2 separate regions of the Zea mays genome follow, and region 1 is linked to region 2. A link is a contact called in public Hi-C data. All regions are on one chromosome and are shown on one strand. The core of a region is the stretch at or near the end of the contact, and the rest is flanking DNA. Distances in the headings are between cores, read along the strand shown. Region 1 holds the start of LOC541870 (chloroplast RNA splicing 1). Region 2 holds the start of LOC100193607.

Evidence for each region. A called contact is a pair of places that touch in the nucleus more often than the background predicts.
Region 1: a contact with region 2 is called in a Hi-C map of ear, with 2.1 times the contacts expected there. The contact joins the promoter of LOC541870 here to the promoter of LOC100193607 in region 2. A contact is called at or near these places in 2 of 25 Hi-C or Micro-C datasets (ear and tassel).

What each region holds. Positions count from the first base shown.
Region 1 is chr1:225,923,149-225,927,806 of Zm-B73-REFERENCE-NAM-5.0, reverse strand. LOC541870 (chloroplast RNA splicing 1) reads left to right here and starts at 3,143. Exons shown (of 9, transcript NM_001111538.2): 1 at 3,143-3,853. The coding sequence starts at 3,149.
Region 2 is chr1:225,635,251-225,639,772 of Zm-B73-REFERENCE-NAM-5.0, reverse strand. LOC100193607 reads right to left here and starts at 3,103. Exons shown (of 7, transcript NM_001138709.1): 1 at 2,938-3,103; 2 at 2,576-2,635; 3 at 105-391; 4 at 1-25. The coding sequence starts at 2,621.

The DNA.
Region 1 (4,658 bases), core at 1,894-4,393, 290 kb before region 2:
TGGCTATAAAGGACGCCAGCCCGAAGGCCACTGATGGCGTAGTGAATGGCAATTTGGTCGTCAACCGAAGGCAGTTATGACTTGAGAGTCAGAAACTTGCGGTAGTACTCCCGTAGAGTTTCTTTCTCAAGCTGCTTGCAGAGTGACAATTCGGCCAAGGCATCGGTGTCTGGGTGGTATCCTTGGAAGTTGAGCAGAAATTTGTCCCGGAGACTTCTCTAGGAGTCGATGGACAGCGGGGGCAACCTGGTGTACCAGGTTAGAGCCGGACCTTCGAGGGCGATGATGAATGACTTGGCCATCGTGGCGTCGTCCCCTCTGGATGATGCAACGGCGACTTGATAGCTCATGATATACTGTGCGGGGTCGGTGCTGCCATTGTACTTGGGGTAGGTCCCTGCCCTGAAGTTGGCGGGCCATGGTGACACTTGCAGGTGTGGCGCCAGAGGACTCCACTCATCAAGGTAGTTGACGCCTTGGAATGTTGTGGCGTGCGGGATGACGGGTCCGCGCTGAGGAATGAATAGTTCTTCGATTGGCGCACGCTGTTGGAGGGGTGGGCCGCGTTGCAGATCATGTTGGCCTTCGCGCTGCATGAGCGCAATCTCTTGCTCAAGCTCCTGAGCCCTCTGCTCCTCGTCACGTATCATCTGGCGCACTTTGGCCGCGCGGAGACACGTTGGCGCTTGGCCATGAGGATCTCTTTCTGCTTCTGGAGGTTGCGGTTCTTGATTCGCAATGCCCGCAGCTATAGCTGTTCCTCTGCTGAAACACCGATGACTTCTCCATCCTCAGTGGCGTCCTCGCCCTCTAGTGGAGCGAAGCCTGGGGGTGGTTGCGGTTGTCCTCCGGAGCTGCAGGTGCGGAGGGTGCCTTCGGATGTAGGTTGATCATTGCGTTGTCTCTTGCTGAGTGTGTCGTCTTCGCAGCTTCTTGGTGGGTGGTGTCGACAAGGGCCTTGCCCTTTTTCTTGGCCAGCAGCGCTGCCTTCGCTGCTTCGTCAACGGATGGGGCTGCCTTCGAGCTAGCTCTCTTGAGTGCCATCGCGGGTGTTTTTTTCGTAGCACGAACGGTGGGCGCCAAATGTTGGAACTTGCTCTCTTGGGCAAGTTGATCCAACGGGGGAGTGAAAGCAACGCAAACAAGGTTTCGACTCGAGATGGCAATAGCTCTGTTAATCCAGCCTCTCAAGGGCACTATACGGGGGTATTTATAGGTGCCTGAGTGCCCAACGTCTCAATGCAAAGACGCATGTACCCTCAGGCACCTGGACTATACCCGAAATATTCCTATAAAGGAGGGTTACAGACTGCCATTACAGAAAAGCTATTACAAATCGGGCCCGTAACACACTTAGCCTCGCGGGGCCTGTTATAACGGGCTGAATTCCTCGTGGGCCTCCGGGTTGGACGAGAAGGCGGGACGGGGCGACCTCGTCGTAGGCCTTCGTCTTGTAGTGTAGTGGACGAAGGGTGGACGTCGGTCGTTTCGCCTCCGTTGGTGCAGCGAGATTGGCGAAGGCATCGAGCGAAGGGTAGCGTCTTCGCCTTCACCCCAACAAGGATGAAACCCCCCAAAAATCTCGAGAACTCACCACGAGTGAGGAAAAAGAAATTCATTTGAATGCTTGAGCCAAAAATTGCTTGTATGAATCTTTTAGCATGAAATTTTTCAATCAAATATTCACATTAAAAACTGCTAATGGATTTGGCTAAAATTACATGAGCTCCATGACAACACATTCAATGTCCGTGAGCAAAAAAACATTACCTAGTCTTAAATGATTACAATTCTAAAATGTCTCATCCTGTCATCTAAAATGTTGATATGATACACTATTAAATGGATATGAAATCACTATAAACTACCTTACAAATCAAAGACCTAGAACGATGGGATCATGTCTCATCACCCTAATTGGCGATGGATGAACTCATTGCCCTCTCCTCATGAGTATACATGCCTAAATGGGTGGGCCGGGTCAACCTGGCCCGATCCCGGCTAGGCCCAACACGGGTTGGGATGGTGCCGGCCCGACCTGAATTAGAAAGCGGGTCGTGCCGTGTCAGCCCACGGACCTCGAGCAAGGCCTAGGTACGACACGTTAAGGTATTAACTGTGCCGGGCCGACCCACACCCGATGGGACTAACGTGCCTGTAATAGTATATGGCGTTTAAATGATAAAATTGTGTTAAAAATCTGTATATATGAAGGTTTAAACCATAGTTATTAGCTATAAACACTTATTTACACCCACATAACCAACAAAACAAGCATGTTTCTTGTATTTTATACTCTATATTCAAGTATATTGTATAAAAATGAAAAAAACGGGTCGTGGTGTGCCTAGCTCGCCGTGCCACGCCTTAGGCACATGCATGGCCCGGTGATTGGGTCGGGCCGACACGAGCCCGCTTCGCTTCGTGTTATGCCGAGTTTGAGCCGGACTAAACCTGTGTCGGGTTTCGGGTCGCCTCGCAAACCCGACCCACTAGACATCTATACTCAGTGTTTAAGGCGACAACATCATTTTTTGCCGGTATTCGAAAGACATCTCACTTTAAGTTTTTTTTCTAGAAAATTTATAAGGATAGAAGATGAAATAAGACATAAAGTATAATATAAGCATCTTAGACTCCCACCGTTCATAAATATATAACACCGTTGACTTTTTAAAAAAAACTTTGACCACTTGTATTATTAATAAAATAAATTATTATTTATTTTATTGTGATTTGTTTTATTATTTAAGGTAGTTTATGCTTGATTTAAAATTTTATATTTTTGAATAAATATTTTGAATAAGACGAGTGGTCAAAGTTTTAAACTCTGACCACTCGTCTTGTTCAAAACAAATGAGTTATTATTTATTATATTGTGATTTATTTTATTATTTAAGGTAGTTTGTGCTTGATTTAAAATTTTATATTTTTGAATAAATATTTTAAATAAGATAAGTGGTCAAAATTTAAAAAAAATCAATAATGCCATATATTAGCTGAACTAAAGATCCAATCCGATGCTTGGGGGTTCTGCCTGACCAGTGACCACCACGGCACCACTCATCCTAGATTCCTAGCCGCACGCGCTGGGCACACGGTCGTTGTGAACGGATGAGTGAGGCGGAGTGAGCAACGGGACCCCCACATGGCGCCACCGCCGCTGCCCCTCTTCTCCCCGTCCCTAAAGGCCCCGCCGCCGCCGCCATGGCTCCACGGGTCCTCTACCCAAAGCCGCGACTCCGCACCCCCGGTGCCTCCACTCCCCGCCGAGGCAACTCCTTCCAAGTTCCGCATCGACAGCCCCAAACCGGCACCGGCAAGGAAAAACACCAAAACAGCAGCCAAGCCCCTCACTGCCGGAGTCCCCGGGGGCCGCACCCACCGAGCGGTCCTCGGCATCATCCGGCGCGTCCGCTCCCTCGAGCTCTCCGATGCTCCGAGTCCGAATTCCGTCCACACCAGCAACAGCGGTGCCGCCGCCGCCGCATTCCACCTTACGATCGAGCTGTCCCCGCCGCGGGAACCAGGCCAATATGTGGTTGAGAAGGAGAAGTCACGGGCTGTTCCGTGGGCGGCTGCTAGGGACGAGGGCCTCAAGGTTGCGCTGCGGCGGGAGAAGAAGCCGCGGGAGCCGACGCGCGCGGAGACCGAGCTGGAGACCCACGAGCTGCATCGCCTGCGGCGGTTGGCGCGTGGGATAGGCAGGTGGGCGCGGGCCAAGAAGGCCGGAGTCACCGACGAGGTAGTCAAGGAGGTGCGAAGGGAATGGGCCAGTGGTGAGGAGCTCGCCGCCGTGCGCATAGTCGAGCCACTCCGCCGGTCCATGGATCGCGCCAGGGAAATTCTTGAGGTGAGTAACACCATGAGGCTATTCTTGCTAGTTTCTAGAGTCCTTAGGATGTCACCGGATCCCTGTTTGACCATTCATTACTTGATAAGTGTGGGTGTTTGTTTCAGATTCTGACCGTATCGGCTTTTGTCGGCAAAAGGCTTCGCTTCTGGCTTCTGTAATGAGGCCACAACTAGGATAGGATTAGGGTTTGCGACTTTAATCAGGACGCAACTTGGCTAGAGAGGATAGACTCGGGCTCGACCTCCTTGACCGAGCTAGAGAACACACCCAACATTCTCCCTTTTTCTTTATTTTCTTGTTTTTTAACTTTCTATGTTTCACCCTTGGACAAATTTACACACCAAGACCAATGCGTTTCAATGATCAATTATGTGCCAATAAACTTATTGACTATAACATGCAGATGCTCCCCTGCCTCAGAATGGAGTAACGTTCTATATGTTTGTTTCTATAGCCGCTTCATTTAGAATCATAGACTTTCCTTTAATCCTATGTCGACTATGTGCTATCCAAACACACTGGGTAGAAGGCCTTTGGTGAGCGAATTTGCTAGCATCTGATGGGTTTTGCTATGCTAAAAAATGGTTTGATCCTGAATTTTCTTCTTAAGAACATCACTTAATGTCAACAAACATGACAACACCACTTGACTTGTTCTAGGAGTAGAATACCGTTGTTGGAGTAGAATACTGCTGGCTCATTATCGCAATACATTCTGGGTGGTCTTTCTATTCTACCAATCACTCTTAATCAGGTATAAATTTCATTACTCACATCGCTTGCCCAGTTGCCTCATATGATG
Region 2 (4,522 bases), core at 1,854-4,353:
ATATGGTTGGTGTACCTTTTTCAGCCTGTTTTGAGTACAGATTACTTCAGTAATAAGAGTCAATATAATCAAAGACAAAATATTCTAACCAGTCATTATCTTACAGAAGGCAAGTCTACTGGTGCAGTTTCTCGCAGCTGAAATGCTTGTCCTAGTGTTTCCATGTCAAATGGCTGAATGTAAGCAGTCTTCTCACTTGAACATGAGTTCTGAAAGAGTTGGTCCAACTCCATCCCTTCCCCCTTACGAATTTCTGTGTCACCCACAACATTGTTAAGGTAATTTGTATCTGAAATTGCCAATGGCAAAGGCTTCTTGCAAAAGAAACTATGATGATTCAGCAGCTTGTAGCGACTAATTAAGTCCACAGCACCACTAAGCTCCCGAGGACCTGAAATACCGAAAGATATCATGGTGGGTGAGTATCTACTCTGGGAAATAGAATTAGCAATTGCAATGAATAACAAGGATCCAGGCTCTCAGAGTCCAAGACTGGAAAAAGGTGATGCTTTGTGCATCATAAACAAAAGAGACTTAATTGAAACAAGTATATTTGCCCTAGGAAGTAAAGATGTCAACAAGCTAGCCCTAGTTTGTACTTTGTACACTGCTATACTACATAGAACATCTAATATCATTACAGGCATATGCTACTTGTGAACTTAACAAATCAACACCAAGATACGAGCAGCATACATGGTGCCAGAGTCAAAGATCAACACCTAATTCCCCAAGGACATGCACAATACTTACGGTCAATATGACCATAGGGGTGGGCCACCTGATAAAGTGAGCTTTATTACCTCCTCCCTGTCACAACTTGTATCACTCAAAAAAGGTTGTTGGCAGGTCACAAGGCATAATATAGTAGAAAACAAAACCTATAGCTCCAATCATCCCTCCCATTTTCTGCAGCTATGGGTGTGTTTGGCTGGTGTATGGGGTTTGCATCATATATCCAGGCTGAGGGAATGCAGACTGAGTGGAACCGTATTTCAGAAAAGGTGTTTGGTGAGGGGGTTGCATGAGCGGATGAAAAAAAACGAAGATGTTGTTTGGTTGCCTGCATGAGGCAGATGCAACCTCTCTAACCTGCAAGACTGACACGTGGGCCCATCACCTTTATACTGTACCCACTCAGCCTGGCTCGACAGTGAAGCTCGATTTTGGTGTATTCCACCAGCCTGTATGCACTCATGCAATTGTATCTGCTCATCCAGGCATGCAGCCAACCAAACAGACTTCAGACTTCTCGCTCAGCTTTATATGGCTCATCCATGCAGAATGAGTGGGGCAGACAAACGAAACACACCCTATGGCGTTCATCTTCCCATCATAGCAAAGGCCACTCTGCTTCCGCTCCCCAGTAGAGGTCCTCTTCATGTTCACATTCCCTTACCAGCGATTTCCCTAAATAGGCACCTCTTCCCTGCTCCCATACTTCATGGCTGACACCCCTCCACCACAATCAGAAATGCTACAAAATAATCGAGCTCTTGGCTGCCAGATTGAGCTACTCTCCAGTTGAGTGAAGGTCCTTGTCACCAGATTGACCTCCCCACCAACCACATCGAGCTTCAAGGAGTCGGATCAGGAGGTGCCACCATTACCTAGGTCAAGTCTCTAGTGTCTCTATCTACACCACAGCCAAATTCAGCGATCTTGTGGTGTCTGGCCCTTCACTGAGCTGTAGCACACCCCTGTGACCTTCATCTTATTTGGCTCCGTGTATAGTCCTGGTAAGGGGGTCAACACAACAGCCAAATGGAACCGGATGGAGACAAGAGAAAGTTCTTTTATTCCTTATTATTGCCACAGAAGGCATGCCTGTTACAGTGGTGAGAGCTGTCTCACTCAGTCACTAGGTCACGAGTTCGAAGCAGCCTCTCCGCATTTGCAGGGGGAGAGAGAGAGAGGTTTTTCCTCAGTTTATCCCTTCTCCATACCCCAACCATGTGGGAGCCTCCGGCAGTGGGTCTGCCCCTTATTTTTGTTGCGCAGTAAACCTACGTTGGACCATAAGGTTTTTTTACCTAAGATGTATTTTCACAATATTTATGGCTGGCAACAGACCTGCATTAATTGCTTATTAAGGTGTACTTTTCAAGTTTTCATTCACAATTGGTTGCCCTAATTAGCTGTATCAAAAAGGTGCATTATATCAAGGTCTCCTAGACTAGGTCCAATGCAAATGCCACAAGGGTTGCAAAATTAAAGTACAAAGTTGATTGTGTTAAGTCAAATTACTTAGAAATTCCACATGGCATTGTCAAAAGGTACAATCAAAACTAATAGTGCAATAGAGGATATAGAGGATAGCAAGAGCAAAAACATAACAAGAAATAGCCTCAGCAAGAACACTGTCACTGAAACATTTGCAAAAATCCACAAGTCAATTTATGTCTTGATCATAAATCAAAATATCCATAATTCTATGTCTGTATCAAAAGCAGTTCCAAACTTAACCATTTGGGATATTTACGCAACATACTACATCAAAAGATAGCTTGGAACGCTATAGTATTTCCTTTCTTAGTTGAAAGGAAGACGAATTGAAAAGAACCAAAAAGCTTACCTCTCCCAAACTTGCCATCAGAACACATCTGGTTAGAGCTTGACATATTGTCCACCTAACCTATATACGTGAGTTGAGCATACAAAGTCACGTTAGCAAGTTGTAAAAGTACAACAACAATCTCAAATCAGTAATTTGCTTCAAAAAAATATCGAATCCGTATTGATGCTTTTAAAAAAAGGACAAATCGGCCGGAATATCTAGTAGAGAGCACAAGTAACCATGTCTCTCAAATTCAATAGCCAGTGGCTGAAATTGGGCATCTTCCACCTGATCTAACCATATCCAACAACTTTACAGAACCCTAGCTGCCCAAATCGAATGCCACCGGAAACGGAGATAAGTTAGGGTTTGGGGCTTACCTTGGAGTGGACTGAAGCAAGAAGGACGTGTGAACGCTGGATTGGTGAGGGATTCGCCGGAGGGGGGTCTATGAAGGGAGTGCTGGTCGTGGACTTGTGGTGCGGGCGACAGCATACGGCGTGCAGCAAGGAGCCGTGAGCCGGGAGCGACTGCGACCAAGTCTCGTTCCCAGCGCGGCCGCGTGTGGCTGTGCGGGGTGTCGTGTGTGGATTGACTGATGTAGCTGAACTGAAGGCCCTAGTGGCAGTGTGCGTTGAATTGAATATCGAGCAGTCTCCCTATCTCATCCGTCGGTTTCACCTCTCAGTTACAAACTTCACCCTTCAATAAATACATCTATAATATAAAACAGTATTTTACACTCTTATTTACATATTATTATTAAAAATAGCCTAAAGCTCACATGTCACATCTTTTATAGAAACCAAAAATAGGTATCACGCCTCTCTAGTCACCAACAACAGTTAAGATAGCGTTACGCCAGAACTCGCGCTCTCTCTTAGAGTTTCAAACATATATACCATTATAAAAAATTAGTATTCTAATATACTAGCTAATTCATGATATCTGGCGCAACCCGCGCTCTCTCTCTCTCTCTTTGAGTTTCTCACATATATATCATTATAAAAATTTAGTATTCTAATATACCATTATAATTCATGATATCTGATGGTTGCTATTATTCAATTAGAGAATTTGGTCCGTGTCAATTACCTATGATAGTGCTTATACTGTACATTTGTATTGTCCTTTTACCCTTCTATAACTATCAAAATGGATTCATCGCCGATCGCGGTCCCTGTTATCTCATCGTCGGTCCTTGTTATTCTCATCGTCGATTCCTTCATCTTCCATGTTCTTCTTCGTGGCCGGTATGCTTCACAGTCGGCTCCTAAAGCGCCCAACGCCATCTCGAGCTCGCAAGTAAAGAAAGCCTAAGCAGGCAAGCGTGCATGGCAAAGGGAGCAACCAAACCCTTCCTGAGCATGCAAGGGTGAACCTTGCAGAGAGGGACAGCTAGCTTCTTTCCCTAAGCGTGTGGGAGAGGTAGCGAGGTAGCTAGGCGGCTAGCCATGTTGGTGTTGTTGTTGTTGTCCAACTTTCTGCTCTACTGTTTCTACCCTTCTGTCGACCACCACTGTGTCGGCACGTACTAGTACATCAGCCACCCGACGAGCGGCAACATCCTGTGCTGCCACGAGGGCCCCTTCGTCGAGCGTAGGACGATGGCTCAGAGCAGTAGACCGCTATCGTTGTAGGTGCGCCAACACCCGACGAGTGTGGCCACCGATGACGCCGGTTGTGGCGGTATCGTGGCGAGTCAATAAGGGTATTTTCATCTTCTCGAACGAGCCTTATACGCACGTAGATAATGGCACGGACCAGATTTTCTTACCGAACAATGGTAACCACCGAATATCACGAATTATAATTACATCTTTAAAATACTGAATTTTCATATTAGCATATATCTGGAAAAAAACTTTTTACATAGTTGCGCCAACAAGCAACTTTATTAGAATAACTTCAACATATACTTTGTTAGCTTGTTCACAGGACTTGTTCGAGAGGAGGGCACCTCCT